Regions from separate parts of the Gossypium hirsutum genome. Here all the other regions are linked to region 2. The links are chromatin contacts, called in public Hi-C maps. All regions are on one chromosome and are shown on one strand. The core of a region is the stretch at or near the end of the contact, and the rest is flanking DNA. Distances in the headings are between cores, read along the strand shown. Region 1 holds the start of LOC107951933 (serine/threonine protein phosphatase 2A 55 kDa regulatory subunit B beta isoform). Region 2 holds the start of LOC107951810 (transcription factor bHLH87). Region 3 has its middle 12 kb from the start of LOC107952367.

The links. Hi-C and Micro-C count contacts between places; a contact is called where the count stands out from the background.
Region 1: a contact with region 2 is called in a Hi-C map of leaf, with 2.2 times the contacts expected there. The contact joins the promoter of LOC107951933 here to the promoter of LOC107951810 in region 2. A contact is called at or near these places in 2 of 34 Hi-C or Micro-C datasets (both in leaf).
Region 3: a contact with region 2 is called in a Hi-C map of leaf, with 2.2 times the contacts expected there. The contact joins the enhancer-like site here to the promoter of LOC107951810 in region 2. A contact is called at or near these places in 2 of 34 Hi-C or Micro-C datasets (both in leaf).

The regions. Positions count from the first base shown.
Region 1 is chrA02:82,598,640-82,602,818 of Gossypium_hirsutum_v2.1, reverse strand. It overlaps LOC107951933 (serine/threonine protein phosphatase 2A 55 kDa regulatory subunit B beta isoform), which reads right to left and starts at 2,847. Exons shown (of 14, transcript XM_016887119.2): 1 at 2,339-2,847; 2 at 729-832; 3 at 537-635; 4 at 261-380. The coding sequence starts at 2,450.
Region 2 is chrA02:82,993,369-82,997,178 of Gossypium_hirsutum_v2.1, reverse strand. It overlaps LOC107951810 (transcription factor bHLH87), which reads right to left and starts at 1,859. Exons shown (of 4, transcript XR_001698621.2): 1 at 1,584-1,859; 2 at 472-615; 3 at 1-371.
Region 3 is chrA02:83,260,199-83,263,908 of Gossypium_hirsutum_v2.1, reverse strand. No RefSeq gene overlaps it. Among protein-coding and RNA genes, the nearest start is that of LOC107952367, 12 kb to the right of the region's middle. Within about 2 kb of position 1,413, at least 5 of the 9 cell types and tissues checked have an H3K27ac peak or open chromatin away from gene starts, as enhancers often do. A contact at or near this core is called in leaf, where this site is marked.

The DNA.
Region 1 (4,179 bases), core at 1,598-4,097, 400 kb after region 2:
ACAGATAGGATAAAATGAGAAATATTACCAAGTATGTTTTACTCTTTTCGAAGCATTTGTTAGGAAGTATTTTATAAATCAATCTATCTATGCACCAGAAACTTTGCAGTGGCTTTGCAGAATATATTCCATTAATGAATGAGCATTCTCAAGTACCAGCCACTACTTATTACAAAAAAAGTGATAACATGCACAATCAACAATCAACCTGAAACAAGACAGAGTTAATACAGTAGTTAAAGCACAGATTTCCTTCCTACCTTCCAAAACTTGATGGTTTTATCATTGGTGGAAAGGAGAAAAAGGGCACTATTGGCTGTTTGGCACCATCTGATTTTGTTGATTTTTTCCTCTATTTCCAAGCTCTTGAGGTAGTCAAACTGAAATATCCAAAAGAAAAATGAGATAGCTAAACTGGAAAAAAATTCAGATGAAGTGAAGCAAAAAAACTTAAGCCTAGTGGACTGTAAGTTCTATGGTTGTGCGTGCGTGCGTGTGTGCATGCATCATTGCAGCAAACAGCAATGCGAGAGCACCTCAGGCTCATGGCTCTGGAACTCTGTCTTGTAACGAAACTCAGGGTGCCGACTAATTAGATAATCCATTCTCTCCAGATCCCTTCTTGATACACCATGCTACAATTACAGTAAAATAAGCTATTATAAAATTGCAATCCACGAAAAAAAACAAGGTAATATATGAACAGAAACAATGGTAGCAGAACCTACATCCTTTGTATCTGTCCTCTCAAAGAGAACAACACGGCCCCCACGGTCACCAGTGGCAAGATGATCCCCAGTTTTATCAAATTCAATAGCAGAAATAATATCAACTGCAGGAGCACAAAAAATTTCTTAACAATAGAATTGTACTGCAGTAAGAGCAATAATAAAATTTTATCAAAACTTTGTACATAGAAACTACATTGACTGGAAAAGAGAAAAAGGCACAAATTTATTTTTCTTTCAATGCACACAACTCTTGGTCTCTACTCTCGACATAATTTTTATTTTCCACACGACATCTTTCTCTCTAAGGCAAAAAAGCAGGTTAACATTTGATGAATATAAACTATTTTTGCCACGACATAACAAGAATGATCCACAGCGTTGTAATGCATATTCTCATCGCCCTTGCATCATTATTATTCTACCAAGCTTAGAAAAATGTCATTGTGGCGATAACAAGCTTAATTTGGAGAGACAAGAAGAATAAAAAGAGAGCTACTGAACAGCTAGTGAGAAAGTCCAAGATAGTTCCTTTCCAAAAAACAAAAAAAGAAAAAAATCCTAGCCAGAGACTATGATTAATTGCCTCTCCAGAACTCAAAATAGAATTTTGCAATGATTAGCTATGCTTGAGTTATTGCATATAGAAAATAGTTATCAATTCAACCAGAGTCAACAGAAATGTTTCTGAAAGCTATCCATATCTCACTAATCCAACCCGAACTATTACCATGCATACTTTGATGTTTCTGAAAACCTAAGGCCACTAGTCATCTGTTTCAGTAGCATGCTTCAAAGTTTACCCACATTATACTTACACAGGATTGAATTCAAATTGTTAAGCCAAGTTTCAGTATTGAGTACTAAATTGATCAATAAAAATTTGAAGTAGTATCTAAACAGCCAAATATCTACCAATCACAGAATTATTTCTTTCCTAGCAGCAGCACACAATCTTGCATCAATCAACTCATAATCTAACCCATTTTCTGACTGTCCCACTTACTAAGAAGTTTACCATACCATAACATAACCGATTCATATTAGAAATAAACCACCACCAAATAAAGCTAGGAATCTGAACCCCCATCATATAAATGGTATACCCGTGCCACATCAATGCTGTCATTCATCCATGAGTTATGATTTGTGCCATAAACTCATGAAACATTGTCTATCTCCATCTTAACAAAGTGATAATACCCAGATTCCAATTTCAATTCAAATCTCAAAACTGTTAATCAATTGCCATGCACTAAAACCCCAAAACCAGAAGAAAAGTACATAAATTATTAAAATCAAAACGATTACCAGAAACACACAAAGAAGGCACAACTTTTTGTGCATGCACCATCACTAACTTCACCATCTTCACTTCCACACTATCTTATTTCTAACAAAATACCCAGATATTATTCCAAGCATTATTTGGAACCAAAAGAAAGCAAAAACCTTACAAAAAAAAAAGTCACAATTTCTCATACCCATTAACCTAAACAATAATTACTCAATATCCCATGATCCCAAATAGATCCAAAGCACCAAAATAAACCCTAGTTCTAAAAAGACCTACAAATTACCGATTGGATCCAGAAACAATAATAATTTACCTTCTTGAACTTCTTCTCCAGCGGTTCTTTCACCAAAAACCTGAGAGAATTTCCAATCCAACGGTTGTGGCGGTCCTGCCAGAGCTGCGACCACCTCATCGCCTCCGTGCATTTCTCTCTCTTTCTTTTTTTGGGTTTGCCTTTCTGCCTGTAATTTCACTGTCTAATAATCAATCACGAAAATTGAAAACCAAACGGCCTAGATTCAACCACACTCCCAAAATCAAATTGAAGATCGCATCTTGAGTTAGCTATTTTTGTTCTCTCTTCCTTGTTAAACTCGAAAGGGGTAAAATTTGAAATATTTGTTTCGATTTCTATAATTCAACCATTGACAATAACCCAAAGAAAAACAAACAACAGACACCCAAATTTTCTCCCTCTTCCTGAGAAGAAATATATATTCCTATCTTTTTCTCTTTGCGAAGGAGAATTTTGGATTTTTAGGAATTTTTTTTTTCTTAAAAGGACTGAAATGACTGAGCAGGGAAAATAGAATTCTCTCTCAATAATGCAAGCTTCTTTTTCTCTATTTAATATTTTTTGTGTATATGCTAGCGTTACATACTGTCATGTTTTCCACTTTGACTGTGGGTTTTGATTGAGTGATTCAGTAAAGAGGCGCCGTTTGATCGAGGGAGGACGGGTATTAGTACAAGTGAAATTTTAGGAGTCCAGTGAGTGAGACTTGTGAATTGTTTATTCTCTAATTATACGGTTTCATCGAGCTAAGTTGATTCTTTTGAAGGTTTAAATTTGTCAAAAGTCCTCTATTCTTTCACAATTTAAAATTTAATCCTTGAGATATTTTTTTTGATATTTTCATTGATTTAAAATTCTTGCTCCTTCCATCCAATTTTGCTGTTGAAAAACTTTTATAGTACTTAAAACATTTTATATTCGTTTATCGATTTGGCCCTTAATTTTAAAAATACATAAAACATTCTAAAAAAATTAAGAAATATCTTTTTACATATTTTCAATTAAAAATTATATTTTATAAAATTATGAAATATTAAAAAATATTTAAAATTAAAAAAAATCATTTAATTTAGTTATAATATATATAATTTGAAGTAAATGGCAATATCATTGATTAAAGAAAGCACAAGAGAGTAGCCAGCGAAAAATGGACAATAAAACTAACCCAGACCACCAGGCCCTCCCCTTACACCCATACGCCCATCCTAATATCCATCATTTGTAAAATGTGGAACTGAATCTCAAATATGCAGATGAGCAGAAAATAAAACTACTCTAGTCAACTCGTGAACCCAATTAAAAATCACATAACTAAATTGATTCTTAAGGCTAATACAATCCCCACAAATACACTATATAAATTTCCATAAAAAAATTATTACCTTTGAATTTTGTCAAATGAGGTTTCTCTTCCAATAGCCACCCATTTGATTGCTAAAAGATTAAATAAAAAGAAGAGTTAAGGCATATATGGTTATATACTACATAATTCTCTTTGCAAACTACATTAACCTATAACCCATGGAATGATGTTATGGTCTTTTACATTTGGAGAAGCAAAAACCAATGGTAATTACTAGTTTCTGTCTACCTCATAAATTATATGACATTTACATAACAATAGAAGAATATTATGCTAATCAACAACCATAAAGGGATTGGTAGTAACAACAAACCATTAACATCCTTAAAATTTAGTAACCAGTGACATGAATACCAACAGGTGGCCTGAATTGAAAGGCATAACTTTTTATTTTAAAATTTTTATTTTTGAATGAGTTTCTAATTATTCAGTAATTTTTAATATTATAGAAAAAATATATTTATTGAAAATATAAAAACAAATATTTATCATTCAT
Region 2 (3,810 bases), core at 610-3,109:
GTGAACCGCCATGCTTCCAATAACAGAAACTGAAGCGTTTGATGAGTTCAAACCATAGGCTGAGCTATTCAACAATGGAGAAGAGCACCATTCTTGTGTTATACCACAAGCTGATGCAGGAACTGGCTGTGGATTAACCATTTCAGATACTATATCTGCATCTGGATTCACAAGGGATGGCTGAGCATCTTGGAGTTCTTGAATTGAATTAACGAAGATATCATCTGGCAGATTCATCTTGTCACCATAAACGGAAGAATTTGAGTTGGAAATTAGGAAACTGTCTTCTACATCATTTGGCTCACTGTTCCAAACAGGCAATGAATTTAATTCATCCCATCCCAAGCCATCCATGGCTGAAACTTTTTTTTCTGAGCCCAAAATAAAATAACTTCAACATATTAATCCAAGGATTGAAAGAAATGCAGATGAATATATAAAGTTGATAGAAATTTGAGTAAAAGTACATACCAAATCCAGATCCTACTGCAGCTGGTTGAGTTTGGCTTCGACAAAAAGACACAAGTGAAAAATATTTGTCGCAATTCTTTTAACAGAGACTAAGTTGGACCAAATCCTCTCTAATTCTTGATCACGAAGCATCAGTCATGGAAACTGAATGATAAACATGAAACCATAAACAAAATCATGCATACGACGAGTTAAGGGAATTAGATTTTTCATCTACCTTAAGCTATTCTGTATATAAACATAGTTGACACACTCAGTAATGTTGTTAAAAGGCATGCATGCTTATATAGATAGGTAAGGGAAAAAAAAACAAAAAAAAGAGAACTAGTTTTATAATCCAACAAATACTTTGTATTAGGACTTAAAATAAAAGAAAAAAAGAATAGCTTAACATAAAATAACATAGTTTCAAAAGTTGAAAAGAGGTGTAATCAGTAATGTGGAGTGTGGAAAAGATAAGGCTTTCTGGGTCAGTTTGGTGGGTGTGTATGGATATATATTTCTGCAGATGGGGAGCATTTGAGATATTAGTGAAGCATATTTAAACTATATAGTTTAATAATATATATATATATATTTCTAGTGCGGGAAATAATCTGACATGACATCCTTTTGGTTGCTCATGGAAATTTAATGTGCACTGTAAAGTTTCAAAAAAAAAAACTGCAGTCAAAACAAGCATCTATTTGACAGTCTCTAATTAATCATGACTGGTATCCCAGTTTCCAGTCTCAACTATGGTACCTACCCACATATCAGAATTAAATGCTCGTTTATAAGGGTGAGGTGAATTTAAACATTTCAGTACAGTGGCATCAATTAAACAGCAGCTACGCTTCATAGATTGCCATTTTGAGTAGTGGGGGACTGCCTGATATATGTTTGCAGGCCAAAGGAAAGGGATAATCAGAGGATCAGAGGCAGAAGATAATAGATATATAGACAGTGCAGAAAGCAAGTTGCTTACAGAATTTTGTCTCTTCAACCATTCTAATATAACATACATATAATATATTTTCATTTCACTTTATTAAATACAGATGGTTGTACTTGCAAGAGGGAAAGCAGAGAAAGAAATAGAATAGAGAAAAGAAAAGAAAAGAGAGTCGTACCCACATGCGCCCCATCATTACAACTCAGTGAATGGGTTCCCCTTTGTATATGCCACTGCCAACCTTTCCCTTATATTGTCAACTATGTGGCGTTTTTCTTCACCAAATCTGCAGATAAGCAGTGAGAATATATACAAGGAAGGAGCATTAAATGAGTGTTTTCAGTAATTAGAAGTAGTTGGTCTTAAATCCTAGAGAGTTTGACGGTTGAACTTGATTTATCCTGTCACAATTACCAAACCATCCATGATCTTATTGAAAGATATGTCGGGTGCCACCTATTCTCAATCTTTTTCATGCTCATTTGGGAGTCCATTATTTTTAACATTTCCTGGGTACTAAAATTTAATTCAAGCAATTCACCTCTGTGCGTTAATCAGGCTGGCCGATGTGTTGAAAATATTAAAATGAAGATAGGTCCACAAGTATTGTTAATGGTGGCCTAATATTTTTGTAATTTATCGGATGGTCCCCCTATCTCTTATCAAAATCCAAATAAATGCCGCTATGATCCTCTCTCCCGCGTTATTTCTGCAAAAATCCTAAACCGTTATGAACACGTGAAGGCAACACTCCGGATCACATGTGGCGCATCATGATTGGGAGCTTCCATAAATGGATAGCCATCTCCCACGTGGGCGAAATCTAAACAGGGGGACTGTGGGGACCATGGAGTATTTCAATCATCCAAGACTCCAACTTTCAACGGTTCAGTTGTGATTTGCGTCTGCATTATTTATCTTTCATCTTCAAAATAAAAAATAAAAAAATAAAGAAGTTACCGGTATAATAATAAATATAATTTTTAAACAATACCCATTCAAATTATAACAATTAGATTATAAATAAAAAATTATGTAATAAATATATTTTAAAAAAATTTACCTTTATACTTTAATAAAATTTTCACTACTATATATAATACATGTTCTTTCAATTTATCCGATTTGTATTCAACCTTTTAGTACTTAAATTTAATAGTGTTAAACTCTAACATGTACTAACATGGTGGACCCAAGGAAAATGCTGAATGGTATAGAAGAGGGACTTGTATTAAAATTTCCCTTTTTTAAACCTAACATATTAAATAAAACATAAATAAAATAAAACAAAATAAATATTTTTAATAAAATTCAATGAAATTGTGACATGTTTTAACAAAAGTTAATTCCCTTCTAATATATTTTTAAATTTCCATAATTAAAATAAATAAATAAATTTAATTAATTACTTGCGTAAATTATACAAATGGTCATACAACAATGCTCGCCTTCTTGTTTTGGTCACCTGTAGTTGAATTGATAATGAAAAGCCTTATTCTAACTGGTATGCTAACACATTTAGTTCACAATACTTACATGTTTTATTAATTTGATCCTAATTCTAAATAATTAAAAAAAATTAACCCTTCATATTTACAAATTCTATCAAAATGATCCTTAAACTTTCTAACCAAAGCTTTCAGCTTTTAAAATAGAGGCATCCCACATTTATAAATTTGTAAAACCCAAAATAGAGGCATCCCTAGTTGAGAAAATTTCTTTTCTTTTTGGGTTTTACAAATTTATGGATGTGGGATGCCTCTATTTTAAACGGTGAAAGCTTTGGTTTGAAAGTTTGAGGATCAAATTGATAAAATATGTAAGTATTGTGAACTAAATGTGTTACTATACCAATTAAATAAGGCTTTTAGTTATCAATTCAACGACGGGGGACCAAAAGAGGAATGAATTCAAATAGTAGCGCCTAAATTTTAATTTTTTAAAGTTAGGTGACCAAAAGAGAGAAACAGGCATAGTTTGGTGACCATTTGTATAGCCTACCCTAATTACTTTTACATTTTAATTGTTAATTAAAAAAATTTTCTTCGTCGTGGTGTCCCTTTCTCTTCCTCTTCTATTTTTTTTTTGTCAAAACCCTAGTTGCACTTTATCATCATGTCTGTCGATGAATCGACGATTAGGGACCTCCAACAAATAACCCAAAAATCTCATTCTCTTCTAATAAAACTTTTTTTTTCAAAATCAGCACCAAAACTTTCCTCAAGAATTCTCTAACTTTTGGTCCTTCAATCCGCTTTTGTGATTTTGATCGTCAAAGAGATAAATTTCAATATATGTTCCTTCTCGCCTTGAGTGTAACAACTCAATTTTAGAAAATGTTGGAAAATATAGTTTTGAAACTCAATTCCGTAAACTGAGTCAGTGAAAATATGAATAGAAGGATT
Region 3 (3,710 bases), core at 164-2,663, 270 kb before region 2:
AGAAGAAGAAGAAGAGCAAAAGAAAAAAAAAGTGTGACGGAGGAAAAAGAGAACGTGAAAAATGAAAAAGAAAATTTTACTTCCTTTTCCCAAAATAATAAAAATACAATTAAAAATAAATAAGTAAATATTTTTAATTTAAAAAAAAATTGAAGTTGCATAAAAAAAATTTCTCAAAACACACACAAGGACTCGAACCCAATTTTCTGATCTAGCCACTAACCCTACTTATAAATCTCAAAACTCCTAACCCTAAAATTAGGGGTGTTACAAAAATAAACTTAAATTAAAATTTTATGAATTAGTCATTGAGTCAAAAAGAGAGAAAAAAGTTAGTATGAAAGTTTTTATGGAAAGATAGAAAAAAAACAATATACATCATAGACAAAAACCATTTTGATACTGGGACTTAGAACAACAATAGAAAGATAAGAAAATAGGTTTTATTTTTGTCAAGTCTATTTTTTGGACCTATATTTTTATTCAAACCCTTCCATTTTTTGAGTAAGGTTTCGAGCATGAACGAATAATCCGATCCATGATCAACTCCAATCTTGTACATGGACTCATCTTTAGTTAGGTTGATTTGTTTTTACTTTTGAAATAATAAATGTACATGTTTCTGGTAGACAAAAAAAAATCTTTAAAAAGCCCTCTAACATGTTTTTCTAGTTACAAATCAAAATAAAAATCATAAAAATATTGAATATTCAGGCATGGATTAAAAATTTTTAGTAAATAAAATAAATAATAATTTACCCAAATCAAATGTTTGAGAAAATACAAATAACTTATAAAACTTATGTGTAAAATCCTTGAGCCAATTTTATGATAAACAAATTTCACGGACTTAAATTATTAATAATAAAGTTAAATGGATTAAATTAAAGTTTTATAATGTATATGAAAATAGATGTTATGTTTGGTGATTTAATTTGTAAATTATTTGTTTTTTAAATATTAAATATGGTATCAAGGGTAGATCTTTATGGAGCTTAAGGGGCCTTGACTCTTCAAAATTTTGAGAAACTTTAATTTATTTAATTTTTTTTTGAACTTTTTAGATGACTTTAAGGCCTCTCAAAACTTAATCTCAAAAAATGCCATTGTATGACATATTGATTTGAATCCATATAAATGTAGAATTTTTTTTATTTCTCATGTTTCATTTTTTTTAAAGGAAAAACGACCCAAAGGTCAACCTTATCATTTTTTCTATAATATTTGCCATAAATCTCAATAACCCTATCCCTTTTTCACCGCCTGTTGTTGTGGTCCCAAAGATCTTTGACTTTTCTTTCATCATTAGTAAAAGTGGACCGACAAACCGACTCACCTTTGATGCCTTCAACCCCCCAATGATCCCGCCTAATATCAATCGTGACACCGTCGCCCACTTGCTATATAAAGCCGTCCTTTAACACTTCAATCGCCTTAGCAATACTCGCCCAGGTGAAAGACAGTTTATCACATTGTTTGTATCTGAACACGTCACCATCCGAGAAATATTTGGCACTTAACACTTTAAAACATAAAGCATCCTTTTGAGTCATAAGTCTCCAAACTTGTTTACCTAATAATGCCAAGTTAAACAGATGTAAATCTTGAAAGCCCATACCTCCCATTCCCTTTGGGTAACAAAGCCTATTCCAAGCCATCATAGCCCAGCCACGAGTCTTGTCATTATTAGTCCACCACATCCAATCCATTTGTGAATAAAGGTCCTCAATAATGCCTTTTGGGGCCAGAAAGACTGAGAAAGCATAAGTCGAAATAGCCTGAATAATGGCTTTCATGAAAACCTCTTTCCTTCCGTAAGATAGCTAGCGTTTTGACCAATGTTTATTCTGCAACTGCATTGATTAATAATGTTAGTAAAAGCTAATGATTTTTTTCTACTAACAGGTAACGGTAACCTTAGGTAGCTTATCAACAATACGCAAGCCAATCATAAAACTAAGTAGTTGCCTTTGGGCCAACGGGGTTTTCAGGCTAAACATAATCATAGATTTGTCCTTATTTACCTCTTGGCCCGAATCATAATTAAAATTTGCAATAATATTAACAATTCCTCCGCATCCCTTTTTCTATTACGAATAAAAAAAGAGTGCGTTGTTGACAAAAAAAAGATGATTAATACGAGACCCATTTATGCTAGCCTGAATTCCCTTAAGCATATTGTTTTTTTAGCACGAATTAACAGCTTTGAAAACGCTTCCATGCAAAATAAAAATAGGTAAGCAGAAAGAGGATCCCCTAATTGTCTCGGATAGGGTATAATTGCATTTGACAACATAATGGACCGATCGAATGCATCTCATTATTTTAGTCACCCAATCATTTGCGTAGCCCATTTTTTTCATACCTCTTCAATAAAAGTCCACTCCACCCGATCGTATGCTTTGCTCATATTAAGCTTAATTACAAAACCTTTGTTAGGCCCATTCTTTGCACTTTGGAGATAATGGACTAGCTCATGGGCAATTAAAATGTTGTCGTGGATCATCCTCCCCGGAACAAAGGTGCTCTGATTTTGGCTAATGCATAACGGGAGTGTCTCCTTCAGACGATTTGGAAGCAATTTGGCGACGATTTTGTACACTACCCTACAAAAACTGATCGGCCTAAAATTAGTCATATCCACATGCTCTTTAGTTTTAGGAATTAAAACAATAATAGTGTCATTTAAACAATCCACATTTTTCACACCCCTAAGAATATCATGACACAACTTAATAATATCCTCCCCCACCACTTCCCAGTTTTCTCTAAAAAATTCCCTGACAAACCGTCAATTCGCAGGGCTTTCCTAGGATCCATTTCACTAAAAGCTTCCTTAATTTCGTTATCTGTAAAATTCTTCAGCAGTCTGTCATTAACCTCCCTTGAAATACATCTCTCTACATAGTCAAGGTTTAGCACAGTATTAGAATTTAAATTTGACTAGAATAAATTTTGAAAATACTCACTGATCGCCTTACATATATCCGCTGTGTTCTCTCTCCAGTATCCATTCATATCTTTAGGTCTAGCAATGTTGTTGTTTTTTTCTTTCTATTCGTGGCTCTAATGTGAAAAAACCGAGTATTCTTGTCCCCCTCTAACCAATTGATCCTAGACCGTTGAGCCCAATACTTCTCCTTTTTATCCAACAGATTACCAAGCTTCAATCTCATAGCTTTAAGCTTTTTTCCCACGTAAATGCTACCCTGGCTATCAATGATTTTGTTTATATTCGCCTGCAGGGTACCAAACACATTTTAATATTATTATTATTGAAAATAATTTTTAATTTTTATTTATCAAACATGTTTTTTAATTTTCAAAAAATAGAAAATAAAAAATATTTTTTAAAATACGAAATTAAAAAATAGAAAAAATTCAGAAACGAAACGGAATAAGAACTTTTTGGAAAATCACCAAACAATAAATAAATAAAAAGAAATTTGTAGATTTCTGGAAAAATCATTCTCTTAATATCAATAAATGTACCCTAAAAATTCAATCGTAATAATACACTTTTGAAATTTGAAATTTGAAAATATTTTAGAAATGTTGTTGTGAGAGATGACAGACAAACTGTAGCTCCAACGCGGGGGACATCAATTATGTTTGAAAAATGTTTAATAATTGCCTCTCCAACTTTTAAAATAAATTATTTAATTTTGAATTTATATTTTCCTATTGAAATTTTTTAAAACGAATGGAAA